Linked DNA regions of Gossypium hirsutum: region 1 is linked to region 2. The links are chromatin contacts, called in public Hi-C maps. All regions are on one chromosome and are shown on one strand. The core of a region is the stretch at or near the end of the contact, and the rest is flanking DNA. Distances in the headings are between cores, read along the strand shown.

Region 1 (6,283 bases), core at 202-2,701, 130 kb before region 2:
AAGATTTTATTTCAAACGGAATCCGTCTTCTAATCATACAAACAGCAGAGAACCATTGAAAAGAAAATTCATGAATGAGATCGAAAGAACAACTTGACAAATGTTTCATACTGCTCCAGCGGCAAGAATTGGAGACGAAACAACCAAGTGAAGCCTACTAGCAATGACCCAAGTCTCGGAACTTTGCACTCTATTCTGCCCGGGATTGACCAGCCCGGGAAGAGAGGATGATACCGACAATGAGTCCATAGAGAGCCAAAGCCTCAGCAAAAATGAGAATAAGAATCATTCCAACAAAAAGCTTTGGTTGTTGGGCATTGGCTCTGCACATAAAATATAAATTCAAACACGCCACATTCTAACAAATGCAAAAGAATTATCATCGTGGTAAATTGAATGCAATTTATAACCATACAGCAAGCTGATTATGAGGTTCATTCGTCGAAATACCATATCCTACTTTGTTTTTACTACCCCTTCCCTTTTTCTCAATGCTTGATTGAATCAAAATGACCAATACTTTGTATAGCCAGTGATATTCCAACTAGAACAGTTGGCGAATACATCTTTATCAGGCAACCGTATGATCAGAGTGCATCCGTTATAAGCGAAATCTTAAAACAAAATCCCATTCTAGAATACTAATTTGATCTAATTATGGATTTTACTATCCCCTGAGTTAAATTACTTTAACTACTATTATCAGTCAGAAAAATCTACAAACACGACAACAAAGAACGAAATCTGAATCCAATTTATATAGTGCTGAAAATGAAGATAAATAAAATAAATAAGATAACAGTACCTAACTCCAGCATCGCCAACGATTCCAATAGCCATACCGGCAGAGAGACCGGCGAGGCCACAAGCGAGACCAGAGGAAAGATGAGCATAGCCATCGAAAAGGTAGTAAGATTTGGCCTTTGGGTTAATCCCAGTGCTGATAATAACCGCAATAATCAACCCATAAATACCTAAAACTCCGGCCATAACAACGGGCACGATCGATTTCATCACCAACTCCGGCCTCATCACTCCCATCGACGCCACCCCGACACCGCTCTTCGCCGTCCCGTACGCAGCACCCATACCTGTAAAAACAAAAAGAAAACCCAATTAGAAAGGATCAGCACCGATCAAAAATCGATTCTTCTGGGAGGAGTTAGGGTTAGCATCTTACAGGAGAAAACGAGGGCAGCAGCGGCTCCGAGGAAGCCGAAGAAAGGAGCAGTTTCATCACCGCTAAATGTGGACGCCATTTTACTAGGCTTTAAACAAAAATTGTTGAGACGAGGATTTGAAGGGAGTTTGGGGAAACCTTGATCGCTGGATTTCGTGAGTGATGAAATGAAAGGGAGAGACAAGAGAGATAATGAACTGAAGAAGGAACTGGGAAATTTCTGAGTGGATCCCACGTGAACGTGATCGAGCTTTCGCCATACAATTGGCAGATTTTGGCATTACGTAAAACGTGTGCCTCATTTGGGACAAATTTTTTGTTGGAGACATGTTTTGGGCTCATGTGTTATGCTGTAATATTGGATTGGGGGTCTTTAATTGGACATTAATAATTAGGGCTAGGAATCTTTGATAGCCCAAAATCACAAGTGGCTCTCGAAAATATATATAGGTTACCCAATTTTTCTTTCGGTTAAAATGTGCTTTAGCTCCCTGTACTCTTCATTCATTTAGAATTTAGTCCTCCTACTTTTATTTCAAGGAACTTAGTCACTCTACCCTTAAAACTCTTCTCTTAAATTCAGGTTCATTACAACATATTTTTCTTGTTGAATGTCTATCAAGTGAGTATTTTTTTTCCAAAATGTCAAACCTATGAATTTGATAGAAAAAGGTTTAATGAGGTTGACCATTGGATCAAAATTTTGAAATTTTAAAATAGAAAAAATAGAAAACTTGAATTCTAAATCTCCAAAAAAAAATATAGGGACTCATAGTATATTTTAACCATTTCTCTCTTTTTTTTTTTTTGTGAGAGCTTTTAGTTTTTCTTATGGAGTTTAAAGATGTGGAGATTTTTAACTTCACAACCGAAATTAGAAACTGCAGCATGTCCCAAACATATGTTAGTTTTCAAACTTTGCTCACAGAGATTAAATCATCTCCACCAACAATATGGCAAATAATTTTACAAGGAACAATTTCCAACAAAAGAATGCATAAGAGAAAAACTCATGCAATGCAATGCAAGTTGATTGACAAAAAAAAAAGGGAACTAAACTTTTATTTCTCCCAACAACCTTGAAGCTTATTGGATTAGAGCGAAAGGTGCACGAATGCTTAACATCTAATGCATTGTGATTAAGGTTTGGATAAAAAGAAAGATGGTCATCTTACATCATTGATGTATTTCGTAAAGCTTGTAGATCACTAAAGAAAGATCGACTTTAGCATTCTCAGTTTCATTAATCGTACTTACTGAACAAAAATGTTATGATGAAGATGGGAATGATTTTACTTTGATGAAAAATGTAAATGGGTTTCTACCACAAGCCACGGTAAGAGCCACACACGTTCACTTTGGAAAGAGTCATGATATGATGGATCAATGGTGAAATAATTATATATAGCGAGTGACGTAGAGAAAACCTTCCCATGTGTCAAAGATTTTAGGGTCAACAGGTTATGCAACTATATTCCCTTTTTGTTTTGATTAATTTAATTTTTTTGTAATTTAGGCACTGAATTTATTTTTATTTTAGTCACTTGCTAAATTTTTTTTAACTAATATAATAACACATTTGATCCTCACTACTCACATATTTTATCAATTTATTCTTAATTCTAAATAATTCAATAAATTTAATCCTTCATATTTACAAATCCTATCAAATTGATCATCAAACTTCCTAACTAAAGCTTTTAACTTTTAAATCAGAGGCATTTCAAATTTATAAATTTGTTAAACCCAAAAAAGAAAAAAAAATCTCAACTAGCAAGCTGTTTCTAACCATTTGATTGATAAAATTTTGGCTTAAAAAAAAAGGAAAAACCTTAAAAAAAAACACTTTAGAGTTACTCTTGTTATTAAGAGTATGATATTTTATGTACCTTGAAGCAAATATCAATGTTAAAAAATATAACTTTAAAAAATCCAATTGTTCAATCAATAATTATATAAAAACAAATATGAACATTTAGTTTTTCATAAGAAAAAAAAATGTAAAACAATTATGAATTTTCTTTTGTTACATTCATAATGTTTTTTTTAATTTTATAAACCGATTAATAGATTATTATGTGTTCTATTTATTTTTAATTAATTGTTTTTAAATTTTTAAACCCACAGTAAGCCATATGTGCCTGTGATTTAGTGTTAAATCATTTACCAAATTAATAAAAAAACTAAAATTATGCTAGTCAGAATAAAAAAATATTTCTTTACAAATATTAAATTATTTATATATTTTTATTATATATTATATTTTTAAAATTTACATTTTCTATTAATTTTAATAGTTTTTAGTTAATTTATAACTCTTAACTTCCTAAAAATATAAACAAAAAGGGCTATTAGAATTTCAACCATAAATAAAACAATTAATAGATGTAGAATGCCTTTGTTTTAAAAGCTTAGAAAGTTTGAAGATCAAATTAATAAAATTTGAAAATGTGAAGGGTTTAATTTATTGAATTATTTATAATTAGGATTAAACTGATATAATATATAAGTATTGATGACTAAATGAGTTATTATACCATTTAGAAAAAAGACTTTTCTTTATCAATTTAACCATGGACGATCAAAACAGGAACGAATTCAAATGTTAATATCTAAATTGAAAATTTTTAAAATTGAGTGACTAAAACAAGAACACAGACATAGTTGAATGACCATGTGTATAGTTTACTCAAAATTTTGTTGTACCATCCACTAGTTTTTTTCTCTTATAGTGAATGTTATATATAATATATAGAAGAGAAGATCAATGGAAGAAAGTATTCATGAAATGTCATCACAATATGTTGATCAGCCATAGCCATAATTGGTTATTTGCTTTGCTTTTAATTTCATTGAGGATGGCTCCTTTAATTATAGAACTAGCTTTACATATCTGAAAGACTTCTTATTTCTAATATTTCTTCATATTGTTCCTCATACCATGCATTGTTACTTTAATCATTTTTCAGCTTTCATTCTTTCTACGCTTAAATTTACTTGCAAATTTATTAGACATTCGTTGCATATGTAGCTTAAAGAATTTGTTGAAATTTAAATAAATTTTTTTTCTGTTAATCGCTTTAAAAAATTTTAATCAAATTAGTCACTCTATCGTTAAATGTTAATGAAACACTAACAATGCATTTGTATGTAAATAGAAACGAATCAATAATATATGCAAAAAATCTTTCACTTATGTCGATGCCGAAAAAAGATCACTACTAACAAACAAATTAAGAATGAGTCAAGTATGATAATTTTATAGGGATAAAAATCTACATGAATTTTAATTTAATGTGCAACTTGATACCTGAATTTTAATTTGATGCAAATATACACAAGAAATTTTGATTATGATTCAAATGTATACATGAAACTTTAATTTTGATTTAATCATACACATTTAAAGAAATAAATATATCAATTTATTTTTTTTGTTGGACAAAAATAATTATGTGTATGCAATATATAAACATAAAATGGTACTATATCAATAATTATGTTATTTTTTTGCGAGAATTGAATCCATAAAATTGCACAAAATCAAAGTTCATGTACAAAATTACACATTATACCAAAGTTCATATATAATTTTAAGATTTATCTCTAATTTTATATATAGAAGAATGTTAAGAGTACTATTCAACAAAATTTAAACAAGTATATCATCATTTAATTCAATTTGGGTATTTTTTTATTGCTTAAGGGTGTAAAAAGTCCTCAAACTTTTAAAAAAATTAAGCCCCTATTTTTTTGATGCATTTTGATAGTTAAAATATCCAATTGAGTGAAAAAAATTAAATTTTTTTTAAAGTTAAAAAATTCCTTACACCATTAAACCTTGTTCTTTTTTTAAATTTTTTTAATCGATTTCGATTGTTTGATTTAATTAAGATATTCATGTGTCCATTTACAAACCATAAAGATTACTTTTCTCAGAATTTATGATTATTCTTTTTAAATAATATTATTTTCAAAATTCCTACCTAATTTCTCTTTTAAAATGTAGAATATACATTACATTGGCTTGAACATTTATTGATTAAATTATTTCTTACAAGTGATGTTGTTAGTATTTATTTTTCATTTGTATATGTTAAGGTGTCTTTTCAAACGTTTACCAAAAATAAAATAAAGTGAAAAAGTTGACGCAAAAAGGAATGGCACCTTTTTGACAAGGAAAACGTTGGGTTTTGTATGTGCCATATATAAGCAAAATAGAGATCTAACGCGTCAATTCATACTCGATGTGAAATTGGACCCCCCATTTCTAGCCCCATAAAGCTCTCAGCTGATCATCAACCACGAGGCACTGAACGACTCGGCGAAGCCCAAATCCTATTGCAATCTACCACCTATTCAAGGACCCCCCCCCCACCGTCTTCCCCCGGCTCACCTCTGGCTGGCCATCATTCCCCTATTCTTTCCCAATCAATGGCCCATTTTCTCGCCATAGTATTCATGCCCCTCTTAAGAGTCTTCTGTGAAACGCCATCTGTACATCGTTTCTTTCCTAAAAGCCCGGCTGTTTTTTTCTTTAAATTGTTCCGCATTCAACAATTATATTCCCCTTTAATTAAATTTAAAGTCGAGTTAGATTAAGGCTTAGTTTAGATGGGCGGTGTGTTTACCTCCGGTGAGGTTAAAAACAGCGGTGGTGGTGAGATTAATTACTGTAGCGGTAAGATTAGATACTGTAGCGGTGAGATTAGAAACAATGGTAGAGTGTGTGTTTGGATTCAAATGTAGCTGTAACGGTGGGATGAGAATAAAAAATGACTATTAAGGACATCAGATTAAATTTTTTTTATTTTTAAAATACACTACATATATTTTTTATTATTTTTAAAATACACTACATATATATTTTTTTATTGAAGCAAAATAAAGCCAAATGAATTAAATCCAAAAGACGGAGCTTCGATCTTATCCATTTCTCAAAATCCATCATCAAAATTAGGGTTTGTGTAAAGTAAAAAAAAATTGAAATCAAAATCGTTTTGAAATCTTAGGGAATGCGGCTGAATTGTTGTCATGTTTCGTTTGCTTTTGTTCTAAAGTTCTTGAATTTTCTCCAAGCTTTCCTTGGAGTGTCGATTTTAC
Region 2 (6,473 bases), core at 1,809-4,308:
TCTAAACTGTACAATGCAAGATCCTTATTTGTATAAGTTGCATGACTTGCATCTGTAGTTTAAGGACAGAAAGCTAGATGGAGCAATAATTAATTGGTTTAAACTTTTACCCATAACTTGCTGCCGATGGAACTCAGAATTTCGATTGTGAAAGTCATGCTCATTTGTACTAGTTCGACCATGTTCATTTTGATGGTAATACCGGCCATGTTGGAAACCTTTCGAGTTAAAGCGATGTCCAACCTGGCCAAAGGTTCTCCCTATAAGAAAATAATTTGTAAGTAACAAAAATGCACAGACAACAACATATATCTATTTCCAAAATATAAATGATTACCAAATCTTGAAAATGTGCCATTGCCACCACTTCCAATTCGAAACCCACCAGACATTCCCCCCTTAATAGCTTGTGTTTTAGGCATAGGATTCGATAGCCTTGCTCTGACTTTTGTCTACAGGAGAAAGAGCAATTTTAATACATTAAAAATATATTGATGGAATTCAAAACACGAAAGGGAGGTGACACGCCATGTCTTTATAATGTTCTAGTGATGTTTTTGACAAGCTACACATTTTCTAGAAACATTGTAAAGGATGAGTATTCTACGGTACTTGTATGCCTGACAAGTGGTGTGTAATCACATCTATTCATCATAGAAGGACCATTCCAGGGTTCCTTTTCAAGTGTGCTTAGCATCTTTGCTAGCTTGACTGGTGCAACAAAGGTGTATGCCACAATCAGTCTTATCAAAAAACAAAAAGGAAACAAGAAAAAAATTTGTGCAACAACACTAAATATAAAAGAAAATGTTTTCTAGAGAAGGCCAGGCTAAGGAAATTACTATCAAACTATATATGGTACCTTTGAGTTCCCATCACCCAGCTGTTTATTATTCACACCATCTACACAAGCTGTAGCAGCTTTATGGGTGGAGAAATCAACAAATCCAAAGTCCTTTCTCTTAGCAGTTGACATGTTGCGGGCCAATACAATTCGCACGATCTCTCCATAACCTTTGAGTTTTTCCCTTACACGATCTTCATCCCAATGAGGAGGAAGTGAATCAAGAAATACAGTTTTTACCTTGGCCATTATCTCTGGATCAGGCTCCCGCAACGGTTCAGCAAAAGCTACTTTGGCAGTTCTCTCAGGGTGTCCAAATACAACATCAGGCTTTTGTAGTCTCTTGTATGCAAGCATTGCATCGGCATGGCAAGAGAACTCTAAAAATGCAAAACCACGGCTCAACCCTTCATGTTGAACATCTGGGACAAGAGTAATATTCTCAACTCCTTCAATACCATATTCTTTAAGGTTTTGTTTGATCTGTAAAACAAGAATATAGCAAGAGTAAGCATACAAATTAAGATAATGGCCATGCAATAAATACCATTATATGCTCACAGCTTCTTTTGTCCATGTATTGCAAATATTTCCCAAAAACAATGTGTCATTGTCTTCACTAGGTGCCGTCCCACATCGTTTCCCACAAATCTGCGAACTGGAAAGTCAAATTCAGTTGATGAATGGACAAAGCAAATACTATAACTAATACTTACAACCGGGTTCTTCATTTCTAACAAGGCATGCTTTGCATGTTCTTTATTTGAAAATTTCACAAAAGCATATCCCTTATTCTTGTTGGTTATTGGATTCTTATGCAACCTAACTTCAACCACCTCACCAATTTTCTCAAAAACCTGTCTCAAGTCCTCCTCAACAGCATCTCGATCCAATCCACCAACAAAAATCTCACACTCTTTCTTAATTTTATGTTCTTTTGCAATAGCAGTTAGTTCTTTGCACTCCTCCTCCAATGCCTCAGTTTCTTCAATAGGGTCATCTACATCATCATCTGCAAGTACTTCATCATCGTGGTCCCCAAAGTCCACTCTGTCACCGTACTCAAACTCATCATCGAAACTGCCATACCTATCTTGTTCCATTTGCACATCTTCTCCACTCAACTTACCTTTCCTGCCTTCTTTTACATTAAGGTCCACAATTTTGCGATCTGTCCCGCTTACTAGTAGTGAATCCTCTTTAGCTACATACTCTTCAATGTTCCCATCACATGGTACTTCCTCCTCCAGTTTGGACTTTCCAGTTTCTTCAATTTTTTCTCTTTCTTTTACCTTTTGATGCTCCATTTCTACCTTATTTGGTGATTCCAAAACCTTCTCACTGGCTGTTCCCTCAGAATTCACTACGGAGACAGCTTTCCCTTTCGCAGAAACAGCACGTTTAGGTCTTCCAGGTGTTCGCTTTGAAACTAATTTAGTGCCTGGTGTAGCTTTGCTCTCCGGTGTCAGTCTTGTAGCTTCAGGTGATGACTTCACTTCTTCAACTATTTCAAATTTAAAAATCATAAAAAGGAAAATCAATTTGAACAGAAACATTTCACAGTCCAACATTAAAAGCAAAATCATCAAACAGTATTACCAATATAGCTAAGCATACGAATTGTAAATTATATAGCAGTACTTACTAACCTGCTGATCTTTCAAGATTAGAATCAGAGCCGTCGATAATCACAGTTGAAATTTCATTTTTCTCCATTTGCTTCGCTTTAGCAGCGGAGGCCTGCTTTGTTCCCGCCGTTTTCAGAGCCGTGGATTCCGCCGCAGCATCTGTACATCCCGATGAATTTTTCGCAGCAGACTTCCTCGTCGGCGGCGTCTTTCTTGTAGTCGCCGGTTCGGCTGTACCCTGATTCCGGATTCTCATATTTCTAATAGAGTCGTTAAGTAAGATGGCTTAGCTTTCTTTGCCGTAAACTGAATTTGAAAACGCTAAATAATTTGAGCAAAAACCGTGAGAAAAGAAGAAACAACCGAAGATTTTAATGGATTTGATGAACCAAATAGGTACATGGTTCTGGTGAGAATAGAAGACGACTGTAAACTGATCAGGATAGAACGCTGTCGTTTCCTGAGAAACTGCCACGTGCAAGTATAATCTTTTTTGCAACCCGGATTTCTTTTCCAGGTCGTGTTGCCCATTAACCCGACTCTTACCGTCACCAAGCCTTTTAGCTTCCAACATTTTCCTTTAAATGTTCTAGTCGTCACGACGGAGCTAAGGCTTCCTTTAAATTTGCGTTGAAGTACAATAATAATTGTGAATGAAATTAAAAATATAAATGAGAGATTTATTTGGATTGAAACATAGTTATAGCAGTGAGATATTCCATGAATTTTGCACTTGCCAAACAGCTTGCTGTGGTGAAGTTAGACTGAAAAAAGGCACCCAAAATTGAAATGAACATTCAAAGGGGTCGAAGTATTTGAGTTGGATGCAAATATCCAATACTTTACCCAAAAATTAAATTAAAAATAAGATTATACTCGAAACCAAGTTGGAGTAACATAAGATTAGCTTGCAGAGAAGGCTACCAAATTAGTCTACTGGGATTCAATAGTATTGTACAGGGAAAAATTCTGTCTACTCTGCTTTTTTTATGGAGCCATGTATTGTTGAAGTTCTACATCTACAATGAGTTTTAAATTCCCAGCTCAAGTCCTACTAGATTAGCATGTAAGTTTTCTTGAATTTTGCATTCAATACAGGCTTTTAGTTACTTGTTTGTGTCTTTGCTTCTTCTATTGGTTCAGTAAGCAGAAGATAATGAGAAAAAAAACGGTGCATAGATTGCATTTTTAACCCTTAATTCGACATCAAATCGCAGCTTTGACTCATCATCGACATGATTCTTTTACCCTTAATTCTCATTTCTTCATTGAGAATCGTGTTTATTTTTCTACGCAAAACAGCAAGTGTACTAACATTTGGGCTAGCAAAGTTTTGAATACAGATTATAGACAATTTTTTTTTGGATTGAACGTGACGCAGTTGTAACGTGAAAGCAAAAGTTGCCCCCTGCCGACATCATTCAAAATCTTCACAAGCAGACAACAATGGTAACAAGATTTGATTTTTAGTATCTTAATAGGCCATACATGTAGAACTCTTGGGACAAATACCGCATGATCCAATGACTACGAAGTCTTGCTCTGACACTTAGCAATCAAATCTAGTGACACAAAAAACAGATCACAAGATGCACAAAGTTTCAATCAGATCTTGTACATGCATCATACATTCAAAACTCAAGTGATGGGATCTAGATTCATTTCCAGAATTCTCATGGCATAATCAAACTTAACAGCAAATTTCAGGCTATCCTTGATCAAAATGAAAATATTTCAGAGTAACATCATTATGAAGGAACTTCTAGGAAATAAATGGATACATAAAACTTAAATTAAATTAAACATTTAAATAAATACCCTCTTCTTAAACACCAACTATATCATCAAAGAAGAAAATTTTGGATGGCACAGTAAATTAAGGCTGTTGTTGGGCATCCATATAACCAGCATCGACCAGTACTTTCTCCCTCTTAGCCAACTCGATATCTTCATCAACCATCATCTTCACCAATTGCTCAAACCCAACTTTGGGTTTCCACCCAAGAACCTTCCTTGCCTTACTTGAATCACCTTTCAGGTTATCCACCTCGGCAGGCCTAAAATACCTCTTATCAATCACAACATGATCTTTCCAGTTCAACCCAACATACCCAAATGCCACTTGCAAAAACTCCTCCACCGTATGCGATTCCTCCGTCGCCACCACGTAATCGTCCGGCTTCTCTTGTTGCAGCATCATCCACATAGCTTCCACGTAATCCCCGGCAAAACCCCAATCCCTCGAAGCTTGAAGGTTCCCCAAAAACAACTTGTTTTGCAACCCAATCTTGATCCTCCCAACGGCCCGGGTGATTTTCCGGGTCACGAAATTCTCTCCTCTCCTCGGGGACTCGTGGTTAAAAAGAATCCCATTGCATGCGAAAAGCCCGTAAGCTTCCCTGTAATTCACAGTGTACCAATGCGCGGCGCATTTGGAAGCTGCGTATGGAGATCTGGGGTGAAACGGGGTGTGTTCAGATTGCGGAGGAGGGGTGGATCCGAACATTTCGGACGATCCAGCTTGGTAGTACTTGATATGGGTCCGACCCGTGGCGGCGATGTGGGACCTAACGGCTTCCAACAAGCGAAGAGCTCCCGTAGCCACCACGTCAGCTGTATAATCAGGGATCTCAAAAGAGACGGCCACGTGAGATTGAGCCGCCAGATTGTAAACCTCATCGGGTCGAATAGTATCGAGCCAGCGACGAAGCGAGGAAGCGTCGGTGAGGTCAGCGTAATGGAGCTTCATCCGAGCCTTGTGGGCGTTATGTGGATCAATGTAGATGTGGTTGATACGCTGCGTATTGAAGTTGGAAGAGCGGCGGATCAAGCCATGGACTTCATAGCCTTTGTTGAGGAGGAATTCGGTCAGGTAGGAACCATCTTGACCGGTGATGCCAGTGATCAACGCGATCTTGCGGTCAGGAGCCGCGTCGCCGTTGACAGTATGAGATCCGGATCCAGATCCGACCCTGGAACTGTTATTCTCGGTTGCCATTTCAGAGCTCGAACCTGAGGGGAAAAAGCTTTGACGGTGAAATTTCAATTTTTGAGATGAAAAGAAAAAGTGGAAGAAGCGCTTTGTGGTGCGTTTAAGCAATTGGTTGTTTATAAGAGTCGGGTGAGTCTGTGTAGGGAGGGGGACAACGGAGGATTAAATGGTCAATGAAGAAGGCATTAATATTCTGTGAACTTACAAATTTGTCCCTGAGAAGTTAAATGCGCGGTGCAATTTGATTGGTTGGGTTTGTCTAATTGTCTGCCTGGTATTGGTTGATCACCAGAGCGGACTCTTTCCTAATTCAACAATTTTATTTTATGGACTTTTGAACGTAACACAACCGATGATGATGGAGGTCATGATTACTATAAAATGCTTAAATTTAGATTTTTATGTATGATTTAAAATATATTTTGATGATTAAATTTTACAATTTTATTAATAATATTATTGATTTATTATATTTTAATCAATAAATTATTAATCATCGTTAATGATGTAACAAAAGTTTAACATGGTATATTATATCATTATTTTAGACGAAAGTTTTAAGTTAATTTGTACAATTAATCTTTACTTTTGACTTAAGGATATAAAAAGTTTTTATTTTTTTTAAAGTAATTAAATCACTATTTTTTTTACATTCAATTAAAATATACAAAAAAGATGTCTTTTGACGGTTAACTTTAATGGTTAATAAGATTATTAAAGTTAATTGCCTTTAATTTTTTTCAGTTAAAGTCACATTGTATCAAAACCATGGCAAAATATGTAACAAAAAAATAAAAAAAATCAATAAAATTTATAAAAATTATTAAATTTTAATAAAAATATAAAAAAATTAAATCTTATTAAAAATTAGAAATAAATTATAAATATAATAAAAAATTGTAAACTTTTATAAAAATCATAAAAAAATTATAAAATACATTAAAAAGGTCATTTAACCATTAACTTTAATCGTTAATAGTTAAAGTTAACATCTCCCATTTTTTTATTT

The links. Hi-C and Micro-C count contacts between places; a contact is called where the count stands out from the background.
Region 1: a Hi-C map of leaf shows a contact between it and region 2, with 2.8 times the contacts expected there. The contact joins the promoter of LOC107913013 here to the promoter of LOC107912795 in region 2. A contact is called at or near these places in 4 of 34 Hi-C or Micro-C datasets (callus and leaf).

Annotation. Positions count from the first base shown.
Region 1 is chrD11:21,130,326-21,136,608 of Gossypium_hirsutum_v2.1, reverse strand. It overlaps LOC107913013 (V-type proton ATPase subunit c2), which reads right to left and starts at 1,451. Exons shown (of 3, transcript XM_041106470.1): 1 at 1,181-1,451; 2 at 806-1,091; 3 at 1-323. The coding sequence starts at 1,259. The coding sequence ends at 191.
Region 2 is chrD11:20,996,917-21,003,389 of Gossypium_hirsutum_v2.1, reverse strand. LOC107912795 (heterogeneous nuclear ribonucleoprotein Q) reads right to left here and starts at 3,058. Exons shown (of 11, transcript XM_041106468.1): 1 at 2,494-3,058; 2 at 1,561-2,348; 3 at 1,406-1,495; 4 at 1,085-1,327; 5 at 338-452; 6 at 111-260. The coding sequence starts at 2,728. It overlaps LOC107911032 (GDP-mannose 4,6 dehydratase 1), which reads right to left and starts at 5,634. Exons shown (of 1, transcript XM_016838931.2): 1 at 4,163-5,634. The coding sequence starts at 5,470. The coding sequence ends at 4,349.